Linked DNA regions of Mus musculus: region 1 is linked to region 2. Evidence: chromatin contacts called from public Hi-C data. All regions are on one chromosome and are shown on one strand. Each heading gives the region's core, a stretch centred on a gene start, on an enhancer-like site or on the middle of the called end of the contact. The rest is flanking DNA. Distances are from core to core; before and after follow the strand shown. Region 1 holds the start of Gm46145 (a long non-coding RNA gene). Region 2 has its middle 52 kb from the start of Gm33388.

Region 1 (5,981 bases), core at 629-3,128, 200 kb before region 2:
TACTAGAACAAAACACTTTTTAATATTCTCAGTGGGCAATGGGTCAAGTGCTTGCCTGGCAAGCCTAATGCTCTGGGCCCCATCCCTAGAATCATACAGACCCGGCACAGGGGTCAAGTGAGCCATCTCAGTACTGGGAATGGGGAATGTCATGACCATTCTCAGCTGAATAGCCAGTTTGAGGCTAGCCTGAGATACATGAGGAGACCCTGGTTTGTTCTCTCTCTCTCTCTCTCTCTCTCTCTCTCTCTCCCCTCTAATTCTAATTCTATATACGTGCTAAGCCAGGCTAGTGCAGCACTTACTCTGTAGCCCAGGCTGGCTAGTCGGTTCTCCGGCCTCCGTGCTAGGACGATGGGTGTGAACTGCCACGCCAGTCCCAGCTCACTTATTTGTTTTAAAAATAAGATCTCATTTAATTTGGACTGACCTCAAACTCATAATATAGCTGAGGATGACTTTGAACTCGGATCCTCCTGAACTAGAGTTACAGGCATATATAGAGTGCATAGGTGTGAGATGCTATCATGCCTGCCTTATGTGGTATTGGGATGGAACTCAGGACTTCATGCACATTCGGCAAGCACTCCAGCAACTGAGCTACATTCCCAGTTCCCAGTGCCCCATTCGTTTTTATTTGGACAGAATGTTATACCAAAAAAAAAAAAAAAAAAAAAAAAAAAAAAAGATGTCATTTTTTTAGTCACACCAGGCTCATTGAACGCTATTCGCAAACACCTAGCTCCACCTAGTGGCTACAGGAGGGTCGATTTTTCCCGAGAAAGCTCTTGAGGCTGGTCTGGGACCCTGCCTAAGTGAGGGTAGCTTTGGTAACTCCCTGGAAGCTGATTCGGAGCAGAACGCCTGCCTGAATCACTCCCTTGAAAAAGGTCCAAACACAGTTGTTGGGTTTAATGACCTGCGTTATTATGGGCTTTGGATTTTGTGTGTGTGCCAAGCCAAAGCATGAACAATACACAAACTCTTAAGGAAAAACACCGTGGCAGAGAGCAGGGCAGACAACATAAGCCCACTGTCTGTGAGGGCTGGTGGTTTCACTCGCATTTTTATTGCATTAATCAATTTGTATTGCAGAACATAGGAAGACTGTTCCCACAGTGAGTTTTGTTTACTGAGAAAGATTGGGAAAGTAACAGGGGAGCCCTAATTCCTCACACTGCAATTCAGCAAGCTCCTTTCCACATGAAACGCAAATGGGCTGCAACCCAGCGTGCAACTGCGCTCTCTCTCTCTCTCTCTCTCTCTCTCTCTCTCTCTCTCTCACACACACACACACACACACACACACACACACACACACACACACGAGAAAGGCCTTGGAGAACCACCCTAGTCACGTACTCCCTTCTCACCCCCCCCCCCAAGGAGCACCCAGACCTTGGTCTTAAAGACACATTCCCTTGGGGGCATCAGTCCCTGTAGTAGCGGTTCTGTCATTTTGGCTGCCATCACCAGAGATAGCCTCTGCTTCAAGGACTGCTCCCTCTTAGCCCAAACAAGCTGACTTCAGAGGCCAGGGCCAGCCAGTCCGTAGACTCAGTGCTCCCGTAGGCAAGCAGGTTGGGCTGAGCACTGACCGTGACCACATGTGCCATGGGCCCTTTGAGCACATTCTACTTGGGTGGGTGGCAGGTCATGACAAACTATTTTGCCCCAAGCATGGCTTATTCTTTTGCAATGCCCAAGCCCTATGTGTGGGTTAGAGCTTGGTGACTGTCCCTCAGTGGTGGGGGTAGGGATGGGGGCTGTAGCCCTAGGAAACAAGCTCACCTTGAAGCCCCGTGGCTCAGCCTCGCCTTCTATAGTTCAGGGCATAGCTGGCAGGGGGAAGCGGCTCGCATGTGATGGGATTGTGACCATATGTTGCTTTCAGTTTCAAAGCAGACTTTTAATAGCGGTTTCGTGTTACCTAGCTAAAAGTAGCTGTGAGCTTCTTGCCGCGTTCACACCTCTTCTCCCTTGTCCTGGATCATTTGTTCTGTGCTCCCTAAATTACCCATCCTTCTTGGGTTTAAGCATCAAAAAAAAAAAAAAAAAAAAAAAACCTCTTAGCTTCTAGCTTCTGCTGTTCACCAACACAGGTGCTATGTCAGCGGATCGCTCCCTCCACCCCACCCCAGTTCCCCCCACAGCCCTCCATCTTTCCCCACCTGTAAGCAGCGGTTCCCTGGCCAAGCTCCAAAGCACTTTCTTTTATCCCTTGATTGGGGTTTTATTTTAAAGAAGAAAGCCAAGCACATTTTTAACAGCCACAGCCAGATGGGGCTGAGCTCTTCCGAGGCAGCGAGGCAGCGCAGAGGTAATAAAACCCTGAGAGCTGGTGCGGCTAACCTAATGAGAGAGGCTGGGGCTTCCTGCCAGCTCCCAGTCCTGAAGAATACCTGTGGCCTCCGTGGAGGAGGCTCGTGACCTACGGCAGTGTTTTCCCATTTCTCTGTCCTCAAAGGCTGAAGTTAGTGCTGCGCTTTCCTAGCCCCAGGCTTTTCCACCCCTGCCTTGGACAGTTTTCACTCTGTGCTCCCGTAGTGACTTCTCCTACCTTAATAGACCTTGCTGCTGTACCTCATGGCTCTCCTTCCTTCCTTCCTTCCTTCCTTCCTTCCTTCCTTCCTTCCTTCCTTCCTTCCTTCCTTTTTTTCACTTTAATTGCATTTTATTTGTGTGTTTGTGTGAACACGTGGACACATATCACAGAACCCATGTGAAGGTCAAAGGACAACTTTCAGGAGTTAGTTCTCTTCTACCGTGTGGGTCTTGGAGATCAAATTCAGGCACACACACACGCACACACACACACACAAGCTAGTGAAACACCATCCATTCCCTCCTCTGCCCTTCTGCAATGGACTCCCATGTGTTAGACTGAGGGTGTCATGGGTTAGACTGAGAGTGTCCTCCCCTCCAGAAGAGATGTCATAGAGGCCACATTCTTCCCTTGGCCTGGCCCCTGGCTGCTAGTCACTGACAGGTGCCTTTCTTGCCATCTCTCAAGGGTGTTCTATTTCCATGGCTGCAGCTATAAGTCACCGACTTCCACTCAACCAGGCCAGGACGACCGAGGGCTCAGGGAGCACGTGCACAAGCCAGGGGCCACTAGGCTGGCAAGCTAGTCTAGCTAAGCCAGGACAGTGAGAGATCTCATATCGAGAGAGAGAGAGAGAGAGAGAGAGAGAGAGAGAGAGAGAGAGAGAGAGAGATGCAGGTAGGGAGCTGGTTAAAATGCCCTTAGCACAAGCAAACACGAAGAAAAGACTCTCTGGCAACTGGGCCAGCTAACTTGGTGTGGGCAGCAGAGAACAAAAAGAAATCTTGTCTTGAGCTAGGCATGGTGGTGCCTTTAATCCCAGCACTCAGGAGGCAGAGGCAAGTGGATCTCTGTGAGCTTGAGACTAGCCTGGTCTGCTAAAGACACCCTGTCTCAGAAAACAAAACAAAACAAACACACACACACACACACACACACACACACACACACACACACACACACACACACAAACAAACAAAAACCCTGAAAACAAAAAGAAAAAAATCCTGTCTCAAACAAAGTACCAGGAGGGAAGGACACTCAAGGTTTTCCTCTGGTTTCCATACACATTTTATGGTACATGTACACACATACACATGCATGCATGCACACACATGTGTGCACACACACATGCACTGTAAATCTGTCTTACCATCCCCACTCTAATTAGCTACTCTCTCCATATTCATTCAGGACTTGCCTTTAAGAAACTTCTTGAACCATGCCTACCTAGCCGGGCATGTCCATCGTCCTCGATTAAGATGGATCTTAAAATCTGGCAGGAGTCAGGTTGTGGGGGAGCATAGCTGTGGCCTAGGATTTGGGAGGCTGAGGTAGAGTATATAGGTCATTTTCAGTTATATATTGAATTCAAGGCCAGCCTAGGCAATGTGATATGCTGTCTCAAAGACAGACAAACAAAAAACCAGCCTGGTCCATAGTCACCATTTCTCTACCTGAGTGCTGCAATAATCCCCACTTACCATCCCAGGCCTGACAACCTGATTGGTGGCCACTGAGGGAAGGGTCCTTCCTTGTCCCATTACTTGCCCCATCTTCCCCACGTACCCTGACAAGGGAGACAACATTTCTTCTGCTTCCTCTGTGGGGTCGAAGCTGACCTGTGATGACCCTTGGAAAAACAGATAGCATTTCATCACAGGTATAAATGGGACCACTTACTAAATATCCTCTTGGTGTCGGGAGCAACAGCAGTGCATCTCTTTCTTGTATTCTTTGTGCTAGTAGACAGTGAGAAATGCAAGCTATATAATAAGTGGTTTGCTGAAGGCAAGGGTGGAGCCCAGGCCCCCTTCTTACAGATGCCCTGATGTGGCTCACCCTTGCAGCACATTTGCTATTGGCAGAAGCCAAGATATTCTGAGAAGCTCTCATGCTTTGGCTCTAAGACTATCGAGACAGCGGACCTGGGGAGATTAGAATTCCCCAGGAGTCTCAGGCTGGGAGAAGAAAAAGGCTGGTGTCCTGGTACCAACCAGAGAAGAAACTTAGCTCACAGGGTTCTGACAGTTCACCCGATGGTCTTGATGGACAGAGTGGAGTCTGGACAGTGATGGGTCAGTGATGGGTGGGACCACACCTTGACCAGGCCTGCTAAGCTATGTACACCTCTTGCTCTTTATTTACACTGAAAGGACCCTGAAGTAACTTGGAGGATTGCTGGACCTCCGTCCTCTTCCCACAGAGAATAAACCGAACCTCCTGTCTCTGCTTTCCACTATTGCTTGACTCTTCAGTTGGTCTTACTGAAGACGGAAGACCAAACTTGGCTTGTTAAGGCTGCAGAAACCCAGGCTCTGACTCCAACAGCTCTGGCAATGCATTCTGCATGGGGGTGCAGACTTCCTGGGGAACAGAAAAAGCAACTGTGAGCAGGCGACCCTCCCACGGGGTGTGGTGGGGGCAGATACCTTATATTGGGTGAGAGACAGGGATAGGTAGTTATGGAGGTTTGGTGACTAGGTGTGAGCACCTGTTCAGGGTTTCGTGGGACTCCTGAGCAGCTCAGGAGCTGGGTTGAGGGGATCAGAAGACATAGGCCTCGCTCCCTGCTATTCCTCTAACTTCACTGACTGGGCAGCCTCAGAAGCCATGGGCCTCATGCCAAGCCCTGTTCTTGGCACACGCCCTCCACCCTAGCCTGAGGCTTCTTATTATTGTGCTCAAAGCAGCTGAGAAGACAGAGGAGATGGGAAACGGTTCTCAAACACATGGGAAGGGTGTGTAGAAACAGAACCTTGAAACAAAGGCCTATTGATGGGCTTGTTTGTGATGCAAGTTTGGGGGAGGGACACAAGCAGGTATGGGTGTGCTGGGGTTTTTTTTTTTTTTTTTTTGGTATGTGTATGTGAGTGTGTGTGTGTGGTATATACGTGTGTGTGTGTGTGTGTGTGTGTGTGTGTGTGTGTGTGTGTGTGTGTGTGTGTGTGATTGTGTCAGTGTGCAGATGTGGAGACCAGGGGAGGGTACTGGATATCTATCACACCCTGCCTCATTCCTTTGAGACAGGATATCTCCTAGACCCTGGAGTTAGGCTGGCATACCCCTGTAAAAATGGGGTTGCAGGTGTACACATGGGCTGCCGTGCTCTGCTTTTTCTCTAGGGGCTGAGATTTGAACTCTGGTTCTTGTGGTTTTGAAGCGAATGTTCCTACTCACTAGGCATTCCTCCCTCCATCTCCAGGATTAGCTGTTTTGTAGGGAATAGGGGGCCAGACTAAGGCCAAACCTTTACTTTGGAGGACCCTTCCAGACCAGAGCCCAGCCACTGTTCCCCAGCCACATAGCCATGGAGCTTGGTGCTTTGGCACAGACTTCTGAGTCCTTTGGAGCCCTTCAGATGGCAACTGCCATGCTTAACTGTCTTCTGCTCCTTTGGCAGGTGTCGGAGTACTGGGGATAGAGAGCATGAGAG
Region 2 (5,688 bases), core at 1,807-4,306:
GTGGCGCGCTTTGTGGAGTGAGAGACTGCCACCAACTGTTGGGGAAGGAGGAAAGACCAGCCTGTTGGCCCATCCCAGCTTGCCACCCATTCAGTTTCTCCGGTGTTAGGTTGCAGGTTGTGTGTAGGAATTGGAGGTAGACACATGGCAAGAAGTCCCAGGAGGCTCCTTTCTCCAATGTCTAGGCTCCTGGGGACAACCACGGAGGTGGAGCTGAGAGTAGGATTCAGAGAGGAGAGCTTCAGATGTCATCCTCCCATCCCTCCCATTCCAAGACTTAACCTCCCCCTCCCCTTCTCCTTTCTCTCTTGGTTTCATTCCCTGTCCTCCCACCCCCATAGCCCAGCACACACCTCAAAGAGACTCAATTCACTGATTCGTGTAACTCCTCCCCCACCCGAACACACTCTTCCAGGGCTCTCCCAGGATTGTCCCCTCAAGTCAACCTTTTGTGGCATGGAAGTGGGTGTGGTCACCCAAATTAGGAGTAAGGGAGAAGAGTATAGTAAACAGCACAAACCCACCACAACCACAACTTCCCCCCGCAACACCCCGCATTGTGCTCTGAAAGCTGGAGACACACAACGAGCCAGCATCTGTGTAGAATAATAAAACCGGGTGTGGACGTGTCGTTCTCACAGGACATTTGGCTGAGCCCGGGCAACGCGAAAGCATGCATAGTTAACACTCCTGACTGTGTGAAGCCCATTGTCGCGGGCACTGGCTCTGCGAGGGACCCAGGGCCCGGGGCTTGGCAAGGGCCCGAGACATTTCTTGGAATGGTTTCTTGTTCATCACTGACACTCGTAATGAGAAATTTATACACCATCCTAGGCGGATAAATTAATTTCGAACACTTTAGACTTGGGAAGACAATGGTTCCTGGCAGGACTCTTTATCACCCGTTTTATTAAAACACACACACACACACACACACACACACACACACACACACACGGAGGGGGAAAAAGACAGAAAAGGGGGGAAAGAAAGAAAGAAAGAAAGAAAGAAAGAAAGAAAGGAGGAGGAAACCCCTCAGGACATTCCAAACAAAACCCCATGTGCTTGCCGGGCTCTAGAGTTTGTGTTGCATGGCGAGGGTGGGGGGGAGAACCTTCATAGGCCCCATGAGCGCCGAGGGTCCTGGGGGTCACTAGGAAGCTTCATTAAAGGGTGTACAGATCCCCCAGGCTGTCCCCTCACCCCTGGGGGAGCACAGCTTCCGCTCACCCCTGGCTCCCTTTGAGGTTGGCATTCTGGCCAAGGAGTGGGGTTTCCCAGGCTGCTGTTTGTGAAAGGTAATTAAATTGTGATAATGTTTCCATTCAGACCTGAGGCTTGGGTGAAGCCCTGGGATTCATCAGACAGACATGCTCCTGCTGCCCACTGAACACATAGGCCAGCTCTGCAAGAGTACTGGCCAGGACCCATGGCTATCCATGAGCTCACCAGAGGACCAGACATGGATCTGCAGAGATGGCACCGGAGATATTAGCACCATGTGGCCCTGTTTCTCCTGAAGGCTCAGCTTGTAGTGCCTTGCTAGCAGTCTAGTGGATGGTGTAGAAGTGTCAAAGAGATGTTTAAGAGAGATGGTTGTCTGCAGGTAGGCATGACCTGGGTTCCGTCTTCTATGATACTGAGAGGGAGAAGAAGATAGGAGGTGAGCTCCTTAGCTCAGGAATGGCATGCTGTCTTGGCAGAGCCCTAGCTTTAGGCCAGGAGGCTCCACTGTTCAGAAAAGCATCCAGGGGGCAGGGAGGTGACTGAGCAGGTAATGGAGTTTGATAATGTATCTGATTACCCGAGTTAGATCCTCAGGGTCCACAAGGCAAGGAAGAGAACAGACAAGGCAAACTATGGCCACACACACACACACACACACACACACACAATTAAAATGTAATAAAAATGCAAATGAAACTTATCCAGAAAAGTCTGTCCCAAGCTACAGCTTCTAACTTTGGCAGCCCCAACTCTTCTTAGAGTCCAGCCTTCCTGCAACCTTGTTCACCCACCAGAGCTCCCAACCTTTGCCAGGCTGTAAATCACATAGGAAATGTTTAATATTTTGGAGTAACAGAAGGCATTCAGGACCCTGGAAAAGGCCATAGCAATATCACACTATGAAAACAAATAGGTAGCATAATAGATTATGGATTCACACACTCTTTTATATACTTTCTTTTTCCCATTTATGTGTTTGTGGAAGAGGGTAGGTGAGTGGATGTGTGTGTGTGTCACAGAACCCACATGACAGGCATCTGCCAATCACAGGCATCCATTCATTAGTTTTCTCCTTCCGTCACATATGTCCTGGGGCTCAAATCCAGACTGCCAGAGTTGGTGACAAGTGCCTTCACCCACTGACCCCTCCCAGTGGCTTCTTCTTTAATTTGAGACAAGGGCTCATGCAGCCCAGACTGGCTTTGAACTTGTCAAAGATGATCTGGAACCTCGGTGCTGGCATTCAGGTGTGCCCTCACCACATCTGGTTTATGCCATGCTGGGAATCGAACCAGGGCTTTCTGCATGCGAGGCAAACACTGTCAGTTGAACTACAGCCCCAGCCCTACAAGCAATTTTTTTTTAAAGTTGTGAAATGAGAAACAGCTGCTTCCATGATGAAAGCTTGTTTTTGTGTCAGATGTGATGTTTGAGCTGGCTCCGTGTGATTCCAGAGTATGTTTGTTTTTTCTTTTTCTTTTTTTCTTTTTTTATTTCGAAATAATTACAGACTCACACACAGTTGCAAAAACAGTACAGTGAGGTCCTTGGTAGCCATCCCCGGCTGCCCTGGTGGTGACAGCTCTGTGGTGAATTTCCAAAAGCTAGGAATTAGTCAATTGTTTTTCTTTCTTTCTTTTTTTTTAACTTGTTAATTATTTAATTTAGAGACAGGCTCTTATGTATCTGAGCGTCAGATTCTCTTTGTAGCTGCGAATGACCTTGAACTTATGATTCTCCCGTCTTTACCTCCTAATTCTGGGATTTGAGGCTTGATTTATACAAGGCCAAGTGTCAAAACCCAAACCCCAGGCACGCTGGACAAGCACTCCACAAAGCAAGTTCCAGGCCCAGCCTGGATGGAGAATTCTCAGTATGTCTTTAGAGCTTTCACCCTCTATATAGGAGACATGGATTTAAAGTCTCTTCATGTCTGTTGACACTGGAGCTAAAGAAGCCACGGGGGTGGGGGTGGGAGTGGGGTGTGAGGGTGGGGGGTGAGGGTGGGGGGAGGGGGAGTGGTACACAAGATGGCTCAGTAGGTAAGAATGCTTCCTGCACAAACCCTCACACAAGCCTGTGCACAAGTCTGACAACATGAGTTTGATCCCAGGGTCCCACAGGCTAGATAAAATTGATTCCTGAAAGTAGTCCTCTGGCCTTTACATGCATACACATAGACAATGTACACACACACACACACACACACACACACACACACACACAAGTAATTTTAAAAGTTAACTCTTTTTAAGAAAGCCTGCCAAGTGTTCTTCTTTCCTTCTTGACAAACAGGAAACTGAAATGTCTTGTTCGACAGTACAAGGCACTGTCACATCCTAATGAAAGGTGAATTTCCAAAATGATAACACAACTCTCATTTCCATGGATGGAGGAGTTTCCTCGAGTAGTGCAGGACAGCTGTGAGACCCCATGACTCACTGGATTGCAGAGGAACTCCCAAGCTATGCCACAGTGGCACCTGTCTCTACTCCCGCCATCATTGCTGCCTACGCTGGGGTGGTAACCAGGACATAAATCTTTGAGCCGTGCCAGTTCTCCTGGCTTCTGGCCCTATTCACTCTGGTGGTGCCCCCTTAAGAAAATCCTCTGTCTCGGCTAGGGTTTCTAATGCTATGATAAAACACCACTGCCAAAAGCAAGTGGGAAGCAAAAAGGGTTAATCTCGAAAATCTTACAACTTGTTGTCCATCATCCAGGTTTGTCAAGGCAGGAATTTAGGGCAGGAACCAGGATGCAGAAACTGATTCATAGGCCACAGAGGGACTCTGCTTACTGGCTTGCTCCCTGTGGCTTTTTTCTTTTTTCGTTTTTTTTTACAGCATTCTGAACCAGCAGCACGGGGGTGGGGTTGAGGGTGGGGGTGGGGTGGTACTTCATAAAGTAAGTGGGCCCTTCCAAGCCAACCTGGTGTGGCATTTTCTCAATTGAGGCTCCCTCTTCCCAAACTTGACTCCAGCTTGTATCAAGTTGACACATAAAACTAGCCATCACATCCTCCCAGATCTGCCCCCTCTTTTCTCTCAAGTTTCAGTGGTAACCTCTGTCACCCCAAGGACCATAGCACCATGCATTTGCTGCTACAGAAGCGTGGCTCATTCTGGGCACTCCCAGCTGTCCGACCATGACCTTCAGGTTTATCATTGCTACCCATGCGGATGGCATTCTGTGATCTCCTGCGATGGTTAATCATCATCGTCAACTGGATTGGGTTTGGAGAAGGGCTCCCTAACTGCAGGGAGCATCACCTCATGATGTGGGGTCCTAACCTGCACAAAAAGGAAAAGCAAGCAAGCTGAGTTCCACACCAGCATTCATCTCCCTCTGCTTTCTGACTGGGTTCCATGTGACCAGTCCTGTTCACGCTCTGTTTTCCTGATTTTTCCACCATGATGGGCCCTATCTCTAAACTTCAAGCCACAGTGAAACCCTCTGTACACTGCTTATGTTTGACTAAGAGAAAAAAATTCAATAGTATTTATTATGTTAACAGTATAGACTCATGCACGCCACAGTCAGAGAAGAACTCACTAGAGTCAGCTGTCGCCTGCCACCATCTGGGTCCTGGAGATGGAACTCAGGCTGTCAGCCTTGGCGGGAGGTGCCTTTACCCTCTAAGCCATCGCACCACCCTCACGAGATACTTCATTGTCATAGCAGTGAGAAACGTAGCTGACACACACCGCTCAACTAGCCCTCTTTGCTTCTTTGGAAAGCTGGGCAAGGTGTCCTTCAGGTCTAGAAGTGAACCGACACTCTGCAAGCCGTGTGACAGAGACACTGAAGTTCTCTGTGAAGTAGGATAATGCTGACCCTCCTCTGACAGGGTCTGGAAGGATTAAGTTAGGAACTACATGCAGAGCTTTCAACAGTGCCTTGCAGTTAAGAAACACTTTTGCTGTGTTCTTATCTCCTGAAATTATCTAATTCACTTTCTTGTGAATTTTTGCCTGCAATTGTGTGTGTGATTTCCCGTGCATGGGTGACTGGGGAGGTCAGAGCTCAGTGTCTTTCTTAGTCCCTTGAGATTATCCTGTTTTTGCCTTTCCAGTGCTGGGAAAGGCTGTGCCTGGGGATTTACTGGATTTGGGGTGTTGAGTTCAGGTCTCTGTGATTTACTGACTAATCCGCCTTACTAATCTTTTTCTTGTGTCTTTTTAAATGACTAGCTTTCCCCAGCATCCTCCTGATGCTATAGGGATGCCCCCCCCCCATGGTCTCATTCCCTCTGTGTCAGAAGATGAGGCTATGCTGAACATGCGCGGGCTGTTTCTGCTTTGGGAAAAGTACTTGCTTGGCGAATTTCTCCAGACTCTGGAGAGTTTGGGGTGCACCATAGAAGCTGGGTGTGAATTCCTGGGCACGCTTTGTGAACCTTTAGTTCAAATTCTCACTCAGAAACTCTCAACTAATGACAACAGGTGAGGTACTTGATTCATC

What was found. Hi-C and Micro-C count contacts between places; a contact is called where the count stands out from the background.
Region 1: a contact with region 2 is called in a Hi-C map of muscle stem cells, with 2.4 times the contacts expected there. The contact joins two enhancer-like sites. A contact is called at or near these places in 3 of 484 Hi-C or Micro-C datasets (the AML12 cell line, embryonic stem cells and muscle stem cells) and 1 of 115 datasets of contacts at active chromatin or transcription factors (embryonic stem cells).

What each region holds. Positions count from the first base shown.
Region 1 is chr1:119,453,203-119,459,183 of GRCm38.p6, reverse strand. It overlaps Gm46145 (a long non-coding RNA gene), which reads right to left and starts at 5,300. Exons shown (of 2, transcript XR_001779350.1): 1 at 5,040-5,300; 2 at 4,667-4,912. Within about 2 kb of position 1,878, at least 59 of the 459 cell types and tissues checked have an H3K27ac peak or open chromatin away from gene starts, as enhancers often do. A contact at or near this core is called in muscle stem cells, where this site is marked.
Region 2 is chr1:119,250,614-119,256,301 of GRCm38.p6, reverse strand. No RefSeq gene overlaps it. Among named protein-coding and RNA genes, the nearest start is that of Gm33388, 52 kb to the left of the region's middle. Within about 2 kb of position 3,056, at least 21 of the 459 cell types and tissues checked have an H3K27ac peak or open chromatin away from gene starts, as enhancers often do. A contact at or near this core is called in muscle stem cells, where this site is marked.